Regions from separate parts of the Zea mays genome. Here regions 1 and 3 are each linked to region 2. Evidence: chromatin contacts called from public Hi-C data. All regions are on one chromosome and are shown on one strand. The core of a region is the stretch at or near the end of the contact, and the rest is flanking DNA. Distances in the headings are between cores, read along the strand shown.

What was found. Hi-C and Micro-C count contacts between places; a contact is called where the count stands out from the background.
Region 1: a contact with region 2 is called in a Hi-C map of leaf, with 4 times the contacts expected there. The contact joins the enhancer-like site here to the promoter of LOC100191405 in region 2. A contact is called at or near these places in 3 of 25 Hi-C or Micro-C datasets (bundle sheath, ear and leaf).
Region 3: a contact with region 2 is called in a Hi-C map of bundle sheath, with 2.7 times the contacts expected there. The contact joins the promoter of LOC100285049 here to the promoter of LOC100191405 in region 2. A contact is called at or near these places in 2 of 25 Hi-C or Micro-C datasets (bundle sheath and endosperm).

Annotation. Positions count from the first base shown.
Region 1 is chr1:248,789,015-248,793,330 of Zm-B73-REFERENCE-NAM-5.0, forward strand. No RefSeq gene overlaps it. Among protein-coding and RNA genes, the nearest start is that of LOC100285049, 38 kb to the right of the region's middle. Within about 2 kb of position 2,602, at least 17 of the 20 cell types and tissues checked have an H3K27ac peak or open chromatin away from gene starts, as enhancers often do. A contact at or near this core is called in bundle sheath, ear and leaf, where this site is marked.
Region 2 is chr1:249,022,491-249,026,291 of Zm-B73-REFERENCE-NAM-5.0, forward strand. It overlaps LOC100191405, which reads left to right and starts at 2,126. Exons shown (of 2, transcript NM_001350330.1): 1 at 2,126-2,463; 2 at 2,663-3,801. The coding sequence starts at 2,774.
Region 3 is chr1:248,827,513-248,831,875 of Zm-B73-REFERENCE-NAM-5.0, forward strand. LOC100285049 (homeobox-leucine zipper protein HAT7) reads right to left here and starts at 1,976. Exons shown (of 2, transcript NM_001157944.2): 1 at 1,314-1,976; 2 at 1-671. The coding sequence starts at 1,973. The coding sequence ends at 240.

The sequences.
Region 1 (4,316 bases), core at 1,352-3,851, 230 kb before region 2:
ATGAAACCGAACGACATCGATAGCTTATTGTCTCCCGCTGTGAATGAGGTGCATCATGGTAAAAATCTTGAAACAATAACTAAACCATAAACTATTGGACATTCACATTTAACAATAACTAAACCATGGCACATTTACCAATAACTAATACATAAACCATAAGCCATCACATATATAACAATACTAACTCATCTTCACATATAGCATATAGCATCTTCACATATAGCATATAACATCTTCATATATAACACTTAAACTTGGCAAAAATAGCATCTAACAATAAATCATCTTCACATAGCACATAACAGTAAACAAGACTAATATGCCTAAACTGACCACTAAATGTCTAAACTACAACTCAATCTTGGCATTAAATCCGCTTTCCCAACAAAAAACGGTGGTTTTACTCGTCCAAAATGGCGGTTTACCGGTCCAAAAAGATTTACCGGAGGTTTTCGTTTTTTATGAAATTTTTCAAATTTTTTGAATTTGGGGCGGATTTTGAAAAAAAACCGGTGGTTAACCGAAACCGCGCCCCAACGGTTTCGGTAAACCGACCGGTTTGCCGCCAAATCCGGTCGATTTTGTAAACCCTGGTCGAGCCATGGAGGAGTAGAGTTGGTGCCTGCAGTACGGAGCCCGGTCGTCTGTCTAGATATGACGCGTTGAAGTCAACGCATTTTTTAAAGAAAGTAGAAAAAAGACATCAGAGGACAACACAAGGTTAATTGACATGCCGCATATAGCAAGGTTATGTAACGTTGCGGTTGCGGCTAATGACTTGGTCATGGCAAAATAATAGTGGGGTCCTCTCTTTTGTCTTCGTCAGCCCCTACCGCATTCTCTATACCTCTACTTTATATTTCTCCTATTCATATTTTTTTTAAAAAATCACTCCTCTATATATCATTTCTCTCCAACACCATATTCTAAAAGTGTTAATACTAGATATATATTTTATCTCTAATTTTTTTGTACATATATATTTATCATACAATTAAATATCTTATATATAATAGCTTTCCTTAATCTATTATTTAAAATATAAAAAAGAGATATAGGAGAAAATGGAGTCATTACAAATTTCTTATAATAAAGCTAGGAGCAAAATTGGACCCATAACACGTCAAAGTCGTTGTTTTTATCATCAGTCATTGGGCACCAAGCACCACACGGCCACCTCCTCTTGCTCAATGCGTCGGAAGCCTCAGCCGCATAAAACCCGTTCGACGGCTAAGACGGCGCGCAATGAACAGCACAGCTACTGATATCACACTCAATGATATACAAGAAATGAGTATAAATTCTGATAGCACATAAGAAAATTTTTCATAAAAGAAAGCCAGGGCAGGCGGCTATTGTTTGAAGCCAAGGTATTTCATGATAGATATATACAATGCTATTGTGAAAGTTCGGTCTCAAAATATTTTACATATCCAGGGTTCAAAATTTGTCGTAGAAAAATATGTACACATTGGTGTCAAACCCGGTGTCTGCAGCACTACAAGACAAAATTTGTGGATCACTTCTTTCTTTTACAGAGTGTCTTTGTGTCCGCGGGTAGACTATTTTCAGCTGACTACTGATAAGTAGACCATTTTTCTTAACTTTTTTATTTCTTTTTCTTTGGTGTCACGATAAATCTGATATAACATTTCTTGCAGCCCGACTAGACCACTTTGTTATAGTTGCTTTTAAATTCACTAGTGCTAATATTTAGTTAGCTAGTATGTAAATAATTATTAGCAAAGTGTTGTTTGATTCACGTATATGAACCATTAGCACATCTTCACCAACTAATGAATTTAGATTCGCCTCTCTATTTGCTAAGGGCAATATATATTTTTTTCAGTTACTGTAGCAGTCATTTAATATGTGTCACTGACATGGCAAATTATTTGCCACACACCTCCAAATAGTGAGAAATATTTATTTTTTCCTATTTGTTAATAATGTTAGTTTTACAGCCTATTTGTTTGGTTTTAATCCGTACCGGCTTCTACAGCTTCTACAATATTTTTATCTCTATGCATTACAGTTACAGCAGAGTAGGCTTTAATTCGAATCGAACAGCTACTAACAATATTGGCAAGATTAGATCCAAACATGTCCAAAGTAGAGTGGCATATTAATTATTTTGAATAGGGAGACTAGATCTCTAAATAAAAGTAGAAATGGTTTGGTTTGACCTGTTATATTATTGTTTAATTATGATAGATCCAAAGAGGCCAAACAAACTGCACAAACATCCAAAGACCCCAAGGGTCCGGAAGTTGCTAAAGTCATGATCCTTGCCGGCTGCATTTTATGCGAAAGTTCAAAATACTAGTTCGCTAGAAGTCGCTTTCTGCGTTTACCTCACAGGCATTGACCGAATCCTATTCCTACATGTCATCTTTCCTAAAAAAACATGTCACCTTCAGCTCCGACTGGATTGACCCAATTGAAACTGTTCCAACAGCGAGGGAATGAAAGCTTCGCTCAGATGTTAAAAACGCGTAGAATTAGCCGATGCTTTCTTCAACATCTCTTCGTACGCAGTCTTCCTCAGCCCACAGGCCCGTCTACTTTATGAGCCTGGTTAGTTGGAGCTCTCTAGGCAGCCCATACAACAATCTAACTATCTGACTGACGCAGCGCTAGGCCTTCGGGTGTTGAGTATTGCCTGAGCTGAAACCAAATGGCCCCATAACTTGAAGCTACTTTATTTTACTCCCTATGTTCTTCCTCCTTCTCCAAAATACTAGTCATTTTAGCTCTTAATTTTTATATCTACATTCAAATAGATAAAGATAAATTTAAACACATATAAAACACATACATCAATTATTGTGTGGATCTAATAAATTTCTAAAACAAATTTTACTTTAGGACAGAGAGAGTATTCATTTTAGTGTGTTGATGAATTTATACAATATTTGATAAATATGTCTAGATTTATCGTCATCCATTTAAATATACAAAAAAAATAAAGTGCTAAAATTACTAAGGGTCTGTTTGCTAGTACATAGTCGTGGGCTGTGTTTGTGAGAGTGTGTGGGGGGTGTCAAGAACAAAAATGGCGTAAAATCAGCTCATTGTCGTTTGTCCTTACATTATACCCCTATATAATCTACCAGTTAAAATATCACTAAATACATACAACAAATAACTCCTAGCCAAATCTCACCATTAAAACCAACGATCGAGATCGCTTCATTTATTTTATCTCTCTTAATCAATCGCATCCAACTGCGAGTGTTTCTCGGATCATCCCCTCATCCCTCACTCGTCTCTAGCCTTCCCATCCCTCCATTTCGCCAAGGAAGAAAAAGGAAAAAACACATAAGGGGTTGGAGAGGAACGGGCAGGGACAGAAGGTTCAAGCCCTAGCGCAGGAATGGCAGGTTGGTGCGAGGAGGCAGTGGCGTTGCTGCAGCACCTCGTGGTGGCGGAGAATATAGTCGTCGACGTGCTACTCTGTGTGGTGTCGATCTAGGCCACTATCATGATCGGCCTCGTCATCGACTAGTCCTGGCACCCGCGCTGAACGGGGCTGCTCTTCCTTGACCTCCACACCCGCCTTCGCTTCATCTGGGTGTCGCCCGGCCTCGAGACCCGGAGTCTCTGGTTCGTCTGCTCTGTCATGCCCAGGCTCCTCTCCTCTGCATTCTTCCACTTTAGAGGCAAGCAACTGGACAAGGCCTCTCCTGATGACGATGTCGTTGTAATCCAGGGCAACAGAGGTTGCTCCGATGACAGGTGAGTGTCTTAGTGGTTGAATCTATTTTACATTATGGCGATGGGCGGCATTGATCGGGGAGCACATGTAAGTGTTGTCAAGTGTCTCTCTTGGAGACCATTTGTCTTTCAATTTGGATTTATATTGAATTATATTGTGGTTCATTCAGGGGCGACCCTATCCTTGTGTTGGAGGCAGTTTAGGAGATTTGAACTTTTTTCCCCCATGAAAATTATTGTACTATCTTTAAGCTAACTTGATGAGCTGACACATGTTGATAGAGTTGGAGTGGAATGCGTGATTGTATTTTGAATTGGTGACATAGAGCGATGTTGGAAACTTGTGCCTTCGCTGGTAGAAGAGTTTGTACTCTGTAGCTCTGTCTTTGGTCCGTGAAATTACTATTTATGTAAGCTATATAAAGATCTTTGGTGATTGGTTAATTTTGTTTGCTTTTCACCATGGAAGGATTCACAACATAAACTTGCGTGCTGCTAGGGTTTCATCGTGGTTGTGGTTTATTCTATCCTTGTCTGGTGATTGTAGTATGTGTTCTTGCAGTGAACTTGTTCTTGTCAACATAAGAAAGCACCAC
Region 2 (3,801 bases), core at 876-3,375:
AACCAGACAAGTCTAAGGATCGGAAGTGCATTGTACTCAAAGAAATCTTGAATAACATATTATCTCAACTCTCGATTTTTTGTATTTGGTACAATTGTACCAATCGACCAGAAAAGATACATGCACTTATCCAATATGTCGATCTAGAGGTGGCAGAATGTGTGCAAGGATAAGGAGAAATGATAGGGTTCCATGCAAATATACAAGAAAGAAAGAAAATATAAAAGTGAGGGATTCCTCAAGCAAAACTATCTTATTAGGAGTCATATATTGCAAATCATTGGAGAAAACCAACAAATATAATCTCACCAATTATTTTTAAAAATATTAGAGATGCTCTATCATCCTATATTAGAGATGCTCTAACATCCTTTATATTATATATAGGAGATAGAGAGTATATGTTATTTGAGGCAAGGAAGTGTTGGTGGATATAAATATTTAGGGGGAGGTGTGTTATTAGAATGCACCATATAATATGATATATGATAGTTAAGTTTAGGAACATGGGCGAGCATCTTGAAATAAGAGTTGCTAAAACCTTGGGTTCAGCAAAAATGTGTTAGGAGGTGTTGAGGTCCGGATCCCCGAGCCCCTTAGGGCCACGACTCAGTGGACGAATAAGCACCAGGGTTCGTTTGTCGTAGGTCAATCAAGAACCTGTCATGCCCACGGGGTGACTCCCTGTGCCAAGCCAAGGGGTCAGGCAAGGCGAAGGAAGGTTGATATGGCCAGACAAACTAGACAAAACCCACTCGAGTGGGCCTTGCACGCCTCTCAAACTGATTACATTGTCAGTCCCGTGTACGTAGCATTAACTACGCTGGTCGACGGGGTGCAGCGCGAACGTTATCGGTCCTCCCCCTCATGACCTATGGGTCCTAGGCCTAAGTCCCAGTCATGCTATATGAGTCTTAGGTCTAAGTCTCACTCATGACCTACGGTCCTGCACAACGACAAGAGAGAATACCAACGGACAGGCTACAAAGACAGAAGGTCGGTGTAGGAGGTAAAGTGGACAAAAACAAATAATGATGACGCCCGAACTTCCCTCGATAGCCCGAATTAAATCCTCCCTCGACAATATCAGAGATAGGGCAGGAGGCCCACGCGGGGAAAGAAACCACCTAACATGTGGGCCATAACAACCCGTTAGGATGTAATAGGGACCCGGATAGTGAAAAAACCCTTAAGACCATGTCCCTTGGTTTACCCATATGGTCATCTAAAATACTGTTTTGCACTATAAACTACAATGTTCGCAGAGTGGAGTTTGGATATAGGTATGAGGATCAGTAAGCTGTAGGAGATAGCCCAAGGGACATACTTTAGAAGTTTATGGATCGGGTTGGTACAACCAGACAAGTTTAGGATTAAGACCGCATTTTACTCATTTTTCAATCTTACCAAAATATCATATCAAGACTACAAGTGTATTTTGGGAACTTTGAAAGGTGCTCAGGCTGTCTCCGACAGGTCCTCTATCCTGTCACCTATCTCATTCCCTATTTCAAACTTCATTATCCGTGTGTTTGGTTGCGCGTATCTGGATAGCCTGGCCGCCGCCATGCGTTGACCAAGCTCCTGCGCGTGTTTGTTTGCCCATATGCAAGTGGCCAGACCTGCATGTACAGGTGCAACCACGTCTTCGCGGGAGGCCTTTGCCCTACATCCCCCGATATGCGTGAAACCTCCGTATCTGCGGGAGTAGGCTCGCGTGAGGCCGGTTGCACACACGCAGGTATCCAATCAGGTAGTATGTAAACAATGTCAGTGTCATTTACAGTATCACGTTCCCTATTTTACGTGATCTGCTGAAGTCATAGACAATAATAATATTAGGACTTTAGAGGGTGATGTTTGCTGCATACATTAAACCTTAATTGTGACTTAAAAAGTTTAGAATGTGTTATGCTTAAAGGTATCCAAAATGGGAAGAAAAGGAAAAGTAAGTTATTTCAAGGACTGAGGAACAGAATGCACACTAAACCTTTATAAAAAGAAAGGTGAACAAGAAAAGCACGGTTAGAAAACAGAACCAAAATAAAAGCAGCACAAAAGAAGAGGAGAAAACGAATTAGAATAAGTAAAAGAGAAGAATCCCAAGTACACATTTTAGGTGCGTGTACACCACATTGCAGAGGGGAGAGAGCGTGCTACGGCGGCGGCGGCGGCACAGCAGGGGAAGAACGTACACCCGCAGTCGAAAGAGGACGGCGAGACAGCTCTCTTCCTATCCACATTCTATATAATCTATGGCTAATCAGGTAGAGATTAGAGTGATTGAGAGAGCGGGGAAGGAAGTTTTGTACAGAGAAGAGAAAGAGGTAGTTGATGGGAAGGGTTTGATGTGATTGCCCTTTCTTTTCTCTTTGCTTCCTGGACACAACAGCCGCCGCCACTTCCTGCCATCCTTTCGTCGTTGATTCGGTGTTCTTGGATCGGATGCCTTCATCTGCCTAGGTACGTGGGATTTATTTCTCGCAGGGTTCGGATTGAGGGTTCATTTCTCGGAGGGTTCGGGGTGGGGGTTCTTGGATTGCCGAAGGGCAGAGGGCCTACTGGTGGATGCGCTTATCAGATCTCAGCTTCTCGACCTGTCCTTCTTCGCGTTTTCTCACCCAATTCGTTTACCTCTTGTTCTTTTGTTTTCTGCCTGTAGATCGGAGCTAGAGCAAGGTGCGTGGTGTAAATCCCGAGAGGAGGAAGAGGGGAGGGGGTCCAGGCCGCTTGTTCTTGCCGCGTACGGTTCTTCCAAGAACCCGCGGCGGGGATGGATCTCTACGATGAGGGAGAGGAAATGGCCTTACAAGACGGGGACTCCTGCCTCGCGCCACGGGCTTCGCGGGGCGGATGCGAGGTGGACTTGCAGTGGGCGGATGGCCTCCTCGAAGGCGCCGACCGGAAGCGGCGTGCGCGGGAAGGCTTCAAGGATGAGGTCCATTTCGTCCAGGAAATGGACGAGGTGGATGGCAGCGGCAAGCGCAGCAAGCCGCCGTCGCCGCAACCGCACACACCAGATATTCGTGAAGCTCATGCCCCTGGCCGCCGTCGCACCGTGGTGGCCGGCGGTGGGGAGCTCAGCTGTGGCGGTGGTGATCTCATAGGACAAATTGGCCGGGACCTGTCCATCAACTGCCTCCTCCGGCTGTGCCGGTCAGAATATGGCTCAGTGGCATCGCTGAATCATGATTTCCGGTCTCTTGTGCGAGGAGGGGAGATCTACAGGCTGCGACGGCAGAATAACATCGCGGAGCATTGGGTGTACTTCTCCTGTAATGTTTTGGAGTGGGATGCTTATGACCCTTACCGCAAGCGTTGGATCTCGGTGCCCAAGATGCCTCCTGACGAGTGCTTCATGTGCTCAGACAAGGAGTCTTTGGCTGTGGGCACCGAGCTACTTGTGTTTGGAATGGCACACATTGTCTTCAGATACAGTATACTGACAAACTCTTGGACACGAGGTGAGGTGATGAATTCTCCTCGGTGTCTATTTGGGTCAGCAAGCGTTGGGGAGAAGGCATATGTTGCTGGTGGCACTGATTCTTTTGGCAGGATTCTCAGCTCAGCAGAGCTGTACAACTCGGAGACACATACTTGGACACCACTCCCTAGCATGAATAAGGCACGTAAAAATTGCTCTGGGGTGTTCATAGATGGCAAGTTTTGTGTCATTGGTGGTGTGACAAACAACAACATGATCTTGACCTGCGGTGAAGTGTACGATGTGCAGAGCAAGACTTGGAGGGTGATTGAGAACATGTCTGGGGGTCTTAATGGAGTGAGCGGTGCACCCCCACT
Region 3 (4,363 bases), core at 726-3,225, 200 kb before region 2:
ATACTCGTATATATGATTCACTCCGTGCATGATCCTAATCTCGATCGAACTCAAATTGGAACATCTCATCCAATGGATCACCTCGCATATCCGAGCTGCTTCTTTGATCAATTTGTTCAACACGTACGAGGCATTTGCATTGCCCACAACATATACGTCGGCGGCGGCCGACGACGTGCTGTTGGATCCGTGGCTCACCGTGTATGACGAATGGGAAGAATCGTACGTATTTGACTTGTTCACTGGAAGCAGGTGTGGTGTCCGTCGGCCCACGACCAGAACGGCGGCGGCTCGTCGACAGCGGCGCCGCACAGCAGGCTGCCAAAGGTGCCTCCGCCGCCACCGGCCGTGGCGGGAGGACTGCCGGGGGCGAGCTCCATCTTAGGCGGCGCCGCCGCGGCTGGGGACGGCTGGCCGCCGCTGTGCAGGAGCTGGTGGTGGATGTCGGCGCGGGCGGCAGCGGAGGCGTAGAACGGGAGGCCGCCGCGGTAGCTGTTCATGGCGGGGCTCTCGCCGGCGGCCGGATCAGGCCTGGAGACGTCGAGGCCGTTGATCTCGGAGCTGTTATTCTCGCTGCAGGACGCCTCCGTCTCTCTGACGTTGAGGTTGATGAGCTCCGACGCCGCCTCCTGCCTCCCTCCGCCGCCTCCGCCTCCCTTGAGCGCCATGATCTGCATGCGAAGCACCAGCTCACGCACATCACATGACGACACGGACTGCAGAATGCATGGGCCGGGGTGTGGGGTTCACAAAGACAGACGTACGGTACGTGATTGGTAGATGGATCGAGTGGCTAATCATGCTGCATGCACCACATCACAAAGGAATGCATGCATGTATGGGTGGCCGACAGCAGGCGCAGGCGTTCATATGGCCGGCACCGATCCCGACACGCGCACCACTTTCTGCAGACGACGCTCCTGAATGAAACCCACCACATGGATCCTATTCCTATCTATCTATCTATCTATCTATCTATCTATCTATCTATCTCTAGCTTTTCTATGCATGCTATGGTAGTATATTAGTAGATCTGTATCTACACCAAACATCCATCCCTAATCATGCATGCATGAGTTCTGACGATAGCCAAGAACGAACAAATGACAAAGAGATCCATTCCAATCAAGAACATCATATATACTCTATATAGAATAGAATAATACTAATTGCAGCTGACACTGTCACGGCCGGCTGATCATCAAGAGATGTGAGAGTCAGAAGAAGAAGAAGGAACGCTACTAGCCAGTAGATCTCGAATTCTACATACGAGATCCAGATGCGTGCATTTAGATGGCAGTATTGGTTCTTACCTCTGCCTGTAGCTTCTTGTTGTGGGAGAGGAGGGCGTCGTTCTCGGCGCGGGCGGCGTCGAGCTGGCGGCGCAGCGCGTCGTAGTCCTTCTCCAGCTGCTTGGTCTTCCACCTGGCGCGGCGGTTCTGGAACCAGATGGCCACCTGGCGGGGCTGCAGCCCCAGCGCGCGGGCCAGCTGCGCCTTGCGCTCGGGCTCCAGCTTGTTGGCCACCTCGAAGCTGCGCTCCAGGGTGCGCACCTGGTCCACGCTCAGCCGCCGCTTCCGCTCGCCGCCGCCCACCGCGGCGGACCCCTCCTCCTCGTCGTCCGACGCCTGCTGCTCCTGCTGCTGCTGGGGCTCCGCGTGCAGGTGGTGGCTGTCGTCGCCGGCCATCCCGCCGACGTCTGGATACATGCGCTTGCCGCCGAAGCCGCCGGCCAGCATTGGCGGCGGCGGCGCGGCCGCCATGGCGCCGCCGAAGTCGTGGAGGAAAGGGCTGACGAGGGCCGCGGGAGGGGGAGCCAGGAGATGGTGCGCCGCCTCGTGGTCCTCGTCGTCGTGGCCTTCATGGTGCTGCTCCTGCTGCTGGTAGTGGTGAGGCAGGGCTTGCTGCATTTGGAGGAGGAAGTTGGCCGGGTAGAAGGAAGGGGCCATGCCATTGGTGGCCATTGGCTTCATCACAGGAGCGAGAGGAGCATGGGGGAGCTGGGGAGTATATCAACCTTCCTTCCTTCCCAACAGAAGCACAGATTCAGAGAGCTAGAGAGGGGGTGTTGGTTGAGGGCGCGTCTCTGTGCCAGAGATGCCGAGCTGGAACCTGCAATGCAAGATGCGAGCTGATGCAAATATAACAACATTATGTATAATAAACAAATGTAATAAACATATTTAATAAACATGCATGGCGGATGTTTTGTGGACCCGGAAGAAAAACACTAGAGAATGAAGTGAAAGGAACAAAACTGACGGTCGTTTAGCCCGCCCGTGAAATTGTAAAAAAAAAACACGCGCGGCTAGCTGACGTCGTACGTACGTTTGGCTTCTAATGTATTTTGAAGAGTGATAAACGATGACTTACTTATTATTACTAGCTAATTGTTGTGTTGAGCAAAGGTACCTAAATGCTCCTCCTACTTTGATTTCAAACCAAACATATTTTAAGCTCCTGCATCCTTAATTTGCCTGACGTGCACGTACGCAAATAACGGTGGGTACCCAGCCCAGCGCAACGCACGCAGCGTTTGCAAACGCGTGTCTCTGCTCCTGTACCAACCACACGGACCACTGCCGTTGTATTGTACCACGACCACACACTGTTGTTGTGGCTTGTCATGTCACGTACAGTTGACCTCTCACACGCGGTTTCCATGCATGCCACGGTAATTCATCCTAGCTAGCTTGTACTTACTACTACCTGCTAACACACAACGCGGCCCCACATATATATATGTTTGTGTGCAGTGTACGCATATAAATACACTAGTGGTCCAGCGGCTCATTATTCTCTGACAGAGCACGTAAATCCGGTGCACTCTCGTGCAAAAGGCAGACACACACGATTATTTTACCGCGCAAGCGTTGAAGGGACGACGTACGATCGATGTTGTAATCATAGGACACGGATCCCAAAAGCTCATTCGATCATCATCATTCTCCCAATCCGCCTCGATCGGGAACCCAACAAACTACTATAAACCAGCTTTCTACTTCTACTACTACGACCTTTTTGGTAGTAGAGACTAATATAATCTGGATCGGAAATAGTACATTAATTAAGCTAGAATAAAGACGTACGCGGCCGGTTGATTAATTATTTAAAATAAGGCGGCATGCATGCATGCATGATCCTTCCAAAGGCGTGGCCGCAGATTCTTGCATGTGCTTCAGTTGGCGAGAGCGTTCCGGTGGTTGCAATATTCTTGTGTATGCGCCATGCGGATGGGCGCTCGAAAGTTGCTGGCCGCCATGTGAGGGGAGAGCTAGGCAAGCCGTCGGAGAACCTTCCACGTTGTTTATTATTTATTCCAGCTGAGCGCTCCTAGCTCCATCACTTAATTGGCGCCCATGCCATCACGTACGCCGTACGTACAAGTTGTTTTTTATATTAGGAGCTGCTAGACATGTAGCTAGTTACATGCATTGGCTCCTAACGCACTAGTACACATAACCTTATGCAGCGAGGGTTCTATAGCTATTTGCACTAACATTTTTTTAGTACCGTCGATGCTAGGATTAGTGAAAATCAACATTTTTACTGGCGCTTATTTAGAACCGCCAGCGAAAATCGACACTTTCCACTAGCGGTTTTCTTTATTTAGCCGCCAGTGGTTGTTTTCCACCTTTTTCAAATTTTCAAACAATATATATATATATATATATATACTAGTAGGGTGCCCGTGCGTTGCTACGGCAGCTTAAAAATTGATACAAAACAGTGATACAATATAATTACAATCTTTGATTGATGATTTTGTAGCTAACAAACACCACCACCATTAGAAATGACATGTCGATGAAATGACCAAAATCCACCTTTAGCTAAGAAATTTACTTGTGAGAAACCTCTAGTTGCAAATTCCAATTCAGCATAACTAAAGGAGTGAGGAGGCTTTCAGAAATTCAGCTTAGAAAACTTTTCCAATAAAACATATGCTTGCATTACGAGTTTTTCGTGAAAGTTTTCCAAGTGACCTTGAGGACGTTGATCCCTATAGAACAACAATGTTGCACTGAAGCTTCTCTCCCACAACGCTTCTCATGCTTCAAATCCTTGAGCAGCAGCAACATACAATTTAATAAGAAAAAATAAAAATTAGATAATGCATGATGTATTAAAGAAACTACTGATTTAGTAGTTGACCATTACTTGTCCAACACAATCTAGCTTGCATGTGATTTCTTGCACTCAACACCTACAACATCAAAAGAGCCGAAAACAAGATTATACCTCACATTAATCTATAGAAACAACAAATTAAGCACACAAGCATACAACAACAATAATAAGATGTAAACGAGCATTAGTCCCAGCTCCAAAGTCTATATCATACACATCAATTTTCTTAACT